2 separate regions of the Mus musculus genome follow, and region 2 is linked to region 1. Evidence: chromatin contacts called from public promoter capture Hi-C data. All regions are on one chromosome and are shown on one strand. Each heading gives the region's core, a stretch centred on a gene start, on an enhancer-like site or on the middle of the called end of the contact. The rest is flanking DNA. Distances are from core to core; before and after follow the strand shown.

What was found. Promoter capture Hi-C pulls out the DNA fragments that hold promoters and counts their contacts.
Region 2: a promoter capture Hi-C map of the HPC-7 cell line shows a contact between it and region 1. The contact joins the promoter of Zfp61 here to the promoter of Zfp324 in region 1. A contact is called at or near these places in 4 of 39 promoter capture datasets (the HPC-7 cell line, cranial neural crest, frontonasal cranial neural crest and 1 more) and 1 of 9 other capture datasets (pancreatic islet).

What each region holds. Positions count from the first base shown.
Region 1 is chr7:12,964,109-12,967,736 of GRCm38.p6, forward strand. Zfp324 (zinc finger protein 324) reads left to right here and starts at 1,730. Exons shown (of 4, transcript NM_178732.4): 1 at 1,730-2,191. The coding sequence starts at 2,108.
Region 2 is chr7:24,298,183-24,301,810 of GRCm38.p6, forward strand. Zfp61 (zinc finger protein 61) reads right to left here and starts at 1,367. Exons shown (of 7, transcript NM_009561.2): 1 at 1,011-1,367; 2 at 92-193. Zfp94 (zinc finger protein 94) reads right to left here. Exons shown (of 6, transcript NM_001199321.1): 6 at 3,522-3,628.

The DNA of each region.
Region 1 (3,628 bases), core at 480-2,979:
CGGAAACAGGGTGGCAGGCTTGGTGACAAGTGCCTTTAACTTGCTGGACCATCTTACTGGTCACTTTCTTCTCTTGGATTCAGGGCCCCATGTATTTATTCCAGGCTGCTTTTGAACTCACTGTACACTAAAAAATGACTTTGAATTAATTGTCCTTAGTCTTTCTGCAAAGTTCTGGGATTACAAGCATGTACTACCACACCTGGCTTCTTCTGGTGTGTGCGCGGAGACAGGGAGGTGGGGGGGACAGACTCACTCTATAGTCTAGGCTGGCCTTAAATTTGTGACAAATCTCCTGGTGTAGCTTTCTAAGTTCTGTAATCATTGTCTCTTGTCGCCCAGGCTGATCTCAAATTCACACTATAGCTACAGCTGCTCGTGAAAGAAGCTCTGGTCCTTCTGCCTCTGCCTCCTGAGTACTGGGATAGTAGCTGCTACCACAGCCAGCTCTCAACCCACGCTGTTTGAGAACCCACTGTACTTAGGGGCTGCATTAGCCCACCCTTAACAAGAGACCCAAGGAACTTCTATATAGAGACAAGCATACATAGAACTAAGGAACCCAACACAGGAGAAATGAGAATCCTGAAAGAAGATCCCTCACATGCTGCAGAATAGAGAAAAACCTTTTCCTGTCCTCCAATAACAGGGCCAGTCTTCACTGAGACTGCCCTGCCTTTCCAAAATCTCACATATCACTTAGATTGGCCCCAAGGAAATAAAGAATCAATATTGTGATGTGTGGAAAAGAGGGAAGAACAGGTGTCCTAAGGACAAGCAGCCAAGCATAGAAACTAGTTGATGTGCAAGGGTCTGAAATAAGAGCTCGCAACATTGACCTTCACTCTTTCCAAGACTGAGATAGGGGAATAGAAAGAGAGGCCGAAACCCAACTCTGTCTCTGCAGCTGGCCACACAGAGGGAAACTGCCTGAGCATGTTATCTCCGTATGTGATCGCGGTTGGTGTGGAAGTTGCTATGTAGTCTAGGATGGCCTTAAGTTTACAATGATCCTCCTGCCTCTCTCTCTTCTGAGTGCTGAGATTAAAGGTATGCGCCATCATGGATCTGATCTAAGGCTTTTCTGTCTATTTATTTCCCATGCGCATTGGCATTGGTGTTTTGCTTGCGTGTATGTCTGAAAGTGTTGGGTCCTCTGGAACTGGAATTACAGATAGTTGTGAGCTGCCTTGTGGTGATTTGAGCCCGGATCTGCTGGAAGAACAGTCAATGATCTTAACCGTTGAATTGCCCTGGAACTCTCTTTGTAGACCATGCTGGCCTTGAAATCAGAGATCTTGCCTCTGCCTCCCAAGTGCTGAGGCTACAGGTGTGTGCCACCACGCCCACTGCTGCCGTCTCTTTAGAAGGGATTCCCCATACGTTTTTTCTTTTGTGCTCCCAGCTTGTGTCGCCTGCCTCCCGAAATCTCCAAGTTTCCACTTCTGAATCTTCAGGTTTTGGTCCTGGGCCGCTTGCCCAGAGCGGGGACCTACCCAGGAGTCTCTGTTAGTGCTCAGGCCTGGCTGAAACCGGACGGTGGTGGTAAACTTCACTTTCCAGCTAAGGCTGGGAGGTAGGGAGAAAAGATGCTTTGGATACCCGCCATGGATACCAGGAAGGCACCCTCCTGTCATTCAGGCAAGTCAGCAGGAACTACGTTTACCCGAGCATCCGTGCTGTGCATTGGGCCAACGCGGATAGGAGAGGCGGGGCTTCCGGCGGTCTGGGTTGTCACTTTGCAGACTGGCTTAAGGCCACACGGGTGATCCCGATTGGTGCACGAAAGGCCTGGCCGACTCTGCAAATCTCGAGGAGGTTCTGGGGACCCAAGACTAGAGCAAATAAGGATAGTACTCGCAGTTGCCCGATTCTAACCTTGGCTCGGTACACGTCGGCACTGCAAGCCCGCAGCTCTGCCTCCAAGCCTCAGTATTCCCTGTTGGCTCATAGGCTGCAGCGGAGACCGTTAGGGTTGTGCCGAAGCCACGAACTCTCCATCCCCCAGCCGCAGCCCGCCAGGAGTCCTCTGGGCGTACAACGCCCTTTTCTGACCGGGAAACTGAGGCCCAGGCGGGCTGCGCGAGGCCGTGGGCGGGGACGGGCTATGCCCAGGTCTCTCGCCCGTCATGCCCCGCCCCCACTGCAGATTCCGGCGGCGGCAACCTGGCCGCTGACAAATCCACCGCGGGTGAGTGTAGGAATCTTTCCAAGGACCCACCAGGTGTCCTGGCTTGCCCTCTTACTGTACTGTGGGGAGGGACCCAGTTGCTTCCAACATCATAGTCCAGGTGAGTGAGGCGTGCGGGTGTGGAAGCCTCACTTGTGACAGCCAAGTGGGTAAGGTCTGGGGAAAAGTTAAAGGAAAGCACCCACATGTGCAAACGCCAAGGTGAGACTTTTATATTTTGAAGTCTCTCTCTCTCTCTCTCTCTCTCTCTCTCTCTCTCTCTCTCTCTCTCTCTCTCTCTCTCTCTCTCTCTCTCTCTCGCGCGGCTGGCCGCTAATTAGATATGCAGCCAAGAAATGGCCTTGCCCTTCTGGTCCCTCTGCTTCTGCTTCCATAGTGCTAGGTTTTCAGGCATGCTTGAGCACACACAGTTTATTCCGTACTGGGGATGGACCCCAAGACCTTGTGCATACCATGCAAACACTACAAACTTTCATCCCAGCCTGGTATTTAGCAATTTAGACGTGGAATAACCAAGGAAGGGAGGTCTTGTGTGTCTGAAACAGCAGGCAGAGGAATTGGGACTCTGTCCCAGAGGCATCGGAAGACAGAGTGCTTTAAACACAGACTGGACAGTTCCCAGTTAAGATTTTTAAGAGTGATTTTTAAAATTTTTATGTGTACTTTTGTGGGTCTATGCATATGAGTGTTGGTTCCCGGGGAACTTTGTTGTAGGCACTTGTGAGTCATCTAATGTGGACACTGGGAGCTGAATTCATGCCCTTTGAAAGAGCAGCACATACTCTTAACCGCTGAGCCATCTCTCTAGCCCCAGGCTTTGGGGTTTTGTTTTGAAAGACAATCTCACTGTGTAAATCTAGCTGGTCTGCAACTTGGTATGTAGGACCCTTGAGACAGGGTCCCACTATGTAACCATGGCTGTGCTGGAAATGTACAATTAGACCAGGCTGTTCTGGAACTCACAGAGATCCACTTGCTTCTGCCTCCCGAGTGTTGGAATGAAAGGCCTGTGCTACCACACCCAGACACCTAATTAAGATTTTAAAAGCATCTTCTCTTTTTCTGAGCGTAGAACAGACGTGGTGGAATAATATGTATAATAATTCATATTATTATGTAGAACAGAGGCTAGTAGCCCTTGGTCTATGTGAATGATGGTGGTCCCTGCATGAGATTAGTCATGGTAGTGGTTAAGGTGGCTGAATTATGAGTAGATCTGCTGATGCATCAGTGTTGTGTGAAGAACTCTATTGGTCAGCCTGAGCACCTGGGAGGATGGAACTACTGTAGACACAGGAAAGACCAGGCATGTGTGATGTCCCAGAGTGGACTGATTTGATGGGCCTGAAGTGATAGATGTCCAGTTAATTAATCCTAGCGTCTTGAGCCGGGACCTGAGAATTAAAGAAGTATAGTATACTGGCTGGTTGCTGGTTT
Region 2 (3,628 bases), core at 117-2,616, about 11 Mb after region 1:
AGGATGTTCGTGTGCTTGCTTCCGAGTTGTGGTGCCTGGTGGTCTCTTCGGGGTTTCTGCCATCTGGGCACAACACTCTGTATAGACTCACCTCTAATAAAAGTTAATCCCAGGTGTACGACCCACACATCCTCCAGCGTCAGCCAATCTTAGTCACTTATGGCTTCCAGCACTGCTTTTTGGGAAGTCAGGGCTGCAGGGAAACCAAAAATTGTAAAATTATAAAATTCCCTACATTACATCTCACAGTTCCTGCCCCAGTACCTGCTGCAAGCAGCCAGCTCCTTCCTCTAAAGGTCATAGATGGGTCACAACTGTGACGGCCAAGAACTGGATGAAGTATTACTATGGTCTCTCCATGAGACCTGCATGCCAGGCAGTTTTGAGTGTTTCACCATCCTTTTTTTTTTTTTTTTCTCTCCAAGTATGCTACTAGGAAGGTCTAATGTCTGTCTTTTGCAGAACACCCAAGATATGCACAGAGAGATCTGCTAGTGCGGCAGGGGCAGAAGCAGAGCCGACTAGGGGGTGGAGAAGGTGGGCGCCGCGGGAGCAGGGAGGGAGCTGCAGAAGGGGAGCGGTGGCCGCAGGCGGAGAGGGGGGCTGCAGGAGGGAGGTGGCTGCAGGAGTGAGGGGGACTACAGGAAGGGAGAGGGGGCTTCAGAGAGGAAAAGAGGGCTGCAGGGAGGGAGGGGGGTAACGAGGGGAGAGGGAAACTGCAGAAGGGGAGGGCTGCTGCAGGCGGGAGGGCTGCTGCGGGCCGGAAGAGGGGGTCTGAGGGCAGGGAGAGTGGGTTGCAAGAAAGGGCTGCAGGACCAGAGAAGGAGATTGAAGGCAGGAGAGGGCTGCGGGCAGGAGGGGAGGGGAGCTGCGGAATGGGAGAGAGAGGGCTGCAGGCAGGGAGAGGGGGCTGCGGGGACGGGGCGGGGCGGGGGCACTGCAGAAGCCGCTCGCGCCGAGGGCCTGCAGGCACCAGGACGCTCCCTCCGGAGCTCGCCGCTGCTCCTTACCTTTCAAACCTCGCTCCTTCCTTTTCACCCGAGACGCAATTGCTGTCGATCTCAGAAGCATCTAGCGGGTCATTCTGGAGGTTCCTGGCTAAAATAACTCAAATCCAGGGGGACAGATGGCTACAGGCTAGCCTGAAGCCGACGAGTTCCCAGAATTCCGCGTGGAGAAACCGTGCGTGACGCTCGGCTCCCTCAGTGGTAACGGAAGTGAGGATGCAGAGGCGCGGGTGGCCGGTCCCGAAGCTAGGGGAGGAGCACCATCCTCCCGTATTGGATTTCCCTGTTGTTTTTCATTTCCCATACTCCCTAAGAAAGTCTTGGACAGCAACGTCTTTACATTGGAGGATGTCTGCCTTAGGACGTATAGGCTTTGGCGCTGGAGAGATGACGTGGTGCGGAGAGCGCTACTAACTGCGGAGCTCAAAACCGTAGTTGCTCCAGCTCCGGAGGACCCGTCGCTCTCTCGTGGCGTCCTCGAGCACTGCATGTACAAGGTACACAGACAAAACATGCAGAGAAAACATCCATAAATAAATAAATAAATAAATAAATAAGTGAGTGAATAAATAAACTTTCCAAAATACTAAAATAAATAAATAAATAAAATAAATCATTTATTGGTGTGTTCATGCATGCGTGGGGAGCGTGCGTGCATGTTATGTGAGACCCCCGAAACTGGGGAGACCTCCGCTCAAGTCCCGGGATGAGCTGGCACCCCAATAAAACCACACCTGATGCAAAACCACAAGAGGCTTTATTGTCAGCTAGCTGAGGACCGCGCAGGGCAGGGGAGTTCGGCCCCCAGAGGTAACAGTAGGGGGGGGGTCTTTTAAAGGAAAAGTGAGGAATTGGGAGGAGTTGGGAGGAGAGTTGGCAACAGTTCTTCTCTGGCGAGGTGGGGGAGTGAGCTATAGCTCCTCTCCTGTGTCTATCTCCGTGTCCTTGGCACAGGGAGCCAAGCAAGGGCCTGGCTAGGTCTTCCTACAATTATCGCATCTCTGGTTGTAAGGCACAGAAAAAAAAAAAAAAAAAAAAAAAAAAAGCTTTTTGCTGGCTATAGAGAACAAAGAGCTTCTTTCTGGCTGTATCCCCAGAGATCGGGGAAAACGGGCTTGGGGGAACGCTCGGGGTCTCACAGTTACAGCGCAAATGAGGAAGTCATAGGACAGCGTACAGGAGTAAATCTCCTTGCAGTCACTATGTGGGTGCAGGGGACCCAACTCAGGTTGTCAGGCTGGGCAACAGGAGTGTTTACCTGCTGAGCCACCTTGCCAGCCCTTGAAAACTCATAAACCCCAGCACAAGAGCCAACTTTTTAAAAGGAGTGAAGATTCAAACATGGTTCAGCAATTTCAATAGAAATAAGAGTAGCAAACATGGACATGTTTATCTTTAGAATTTTTTTTAAAGAAATGGATATAGGCAAATTACCTTGTGGGGGGAAAATGATAACATGTGAGAACTGAACTATCGCATGTTGATGGCAAGAATACAAAGCGGACAGCTGTGTATTTTTTAAAGTTGCTCTTAGAAAAGTTAAATATATTACCATTGATCAACGTAGTAGTAATTCTAGATGTAAATGGCTGGCTGTTTCACAGCATAACCCATTCTCTTAACTCCCTCCTTCCAGTTTCCAGCCCAGGCCCCTTCAAACATTTCTCCCGGCCACTCCTCCCTCAGTTTTCCAACAGCGTAAACAGTCCTTCTCCGGCTTTCCCCATTCTAACCGCTCCAAGCTATAACATCGGCTCTGCCTGTCTACTCAGCTCAGCTTCTCCTGGCTCAGCTGTCTCAGAGTTCCTTCTGTCCCTACTGCCTTCTCCTCTACCCCGCCCCTTCGCTTCTACTAGCTCCGCCCCGGCCCCGCCCCCGGCCCCTTCTCCGCCAAAACTGGCTTTGTTCTCCTTGGTCTCCTGAAGTTTCTCAGTCCCTGCTTCTTTACAAGAAATGATGGAAGCTGTTGCCTATACAGTGAGAGCTTGCCTTTATTTCATTAGCTTGTTTCTCATCATTTTCTTTTCAATCAACTGAGCTCCGTGTTTATTTCACTGACTTTAGACTCAAGTTGGAGATAGTTACTGTGGCCCATAGCTGACTCAGAAACCACTTTTGGCATAAAAATAGATTGATTATTTTAAATATGCAATTCCTTTTTCTTGCTTTCTAATTCTTTTGGAATTTTTTTAAAGATTTACTTATTTTATGTATGTGAGTACACTGTCGCTGTAGCTGTCTTCAGACACACCAGAAGAGGGCACCGGATCCCATTACAGGTGGTTATGAGCCACCGTGTGGTTGCTGGGAATTGAACTCAGGACCTCTGGAAGAGCAGCCAGTGCTCTTAACCACTGAGCCATCTATCTCTCCAGCCCTCTTTTGGAAATTTTTCTGAGACCATATATGAATTAAATGTTGTTTCCTCCTTTAGCCTCTTCAGGAAACTCCATGCTTTGCATCCACTGCAGCTGGCAGACTGAATAAAAATTTTTCAAGTGACTGTCTTTCTCAAGGCTGGCTTAACAGTTTACTGAAGGCATATGATGTCTTAGGCACTGCTTGTGAATATAGGTACGCAATGTAGATATACAATTCAAACATGTACTATTAATTGGGAA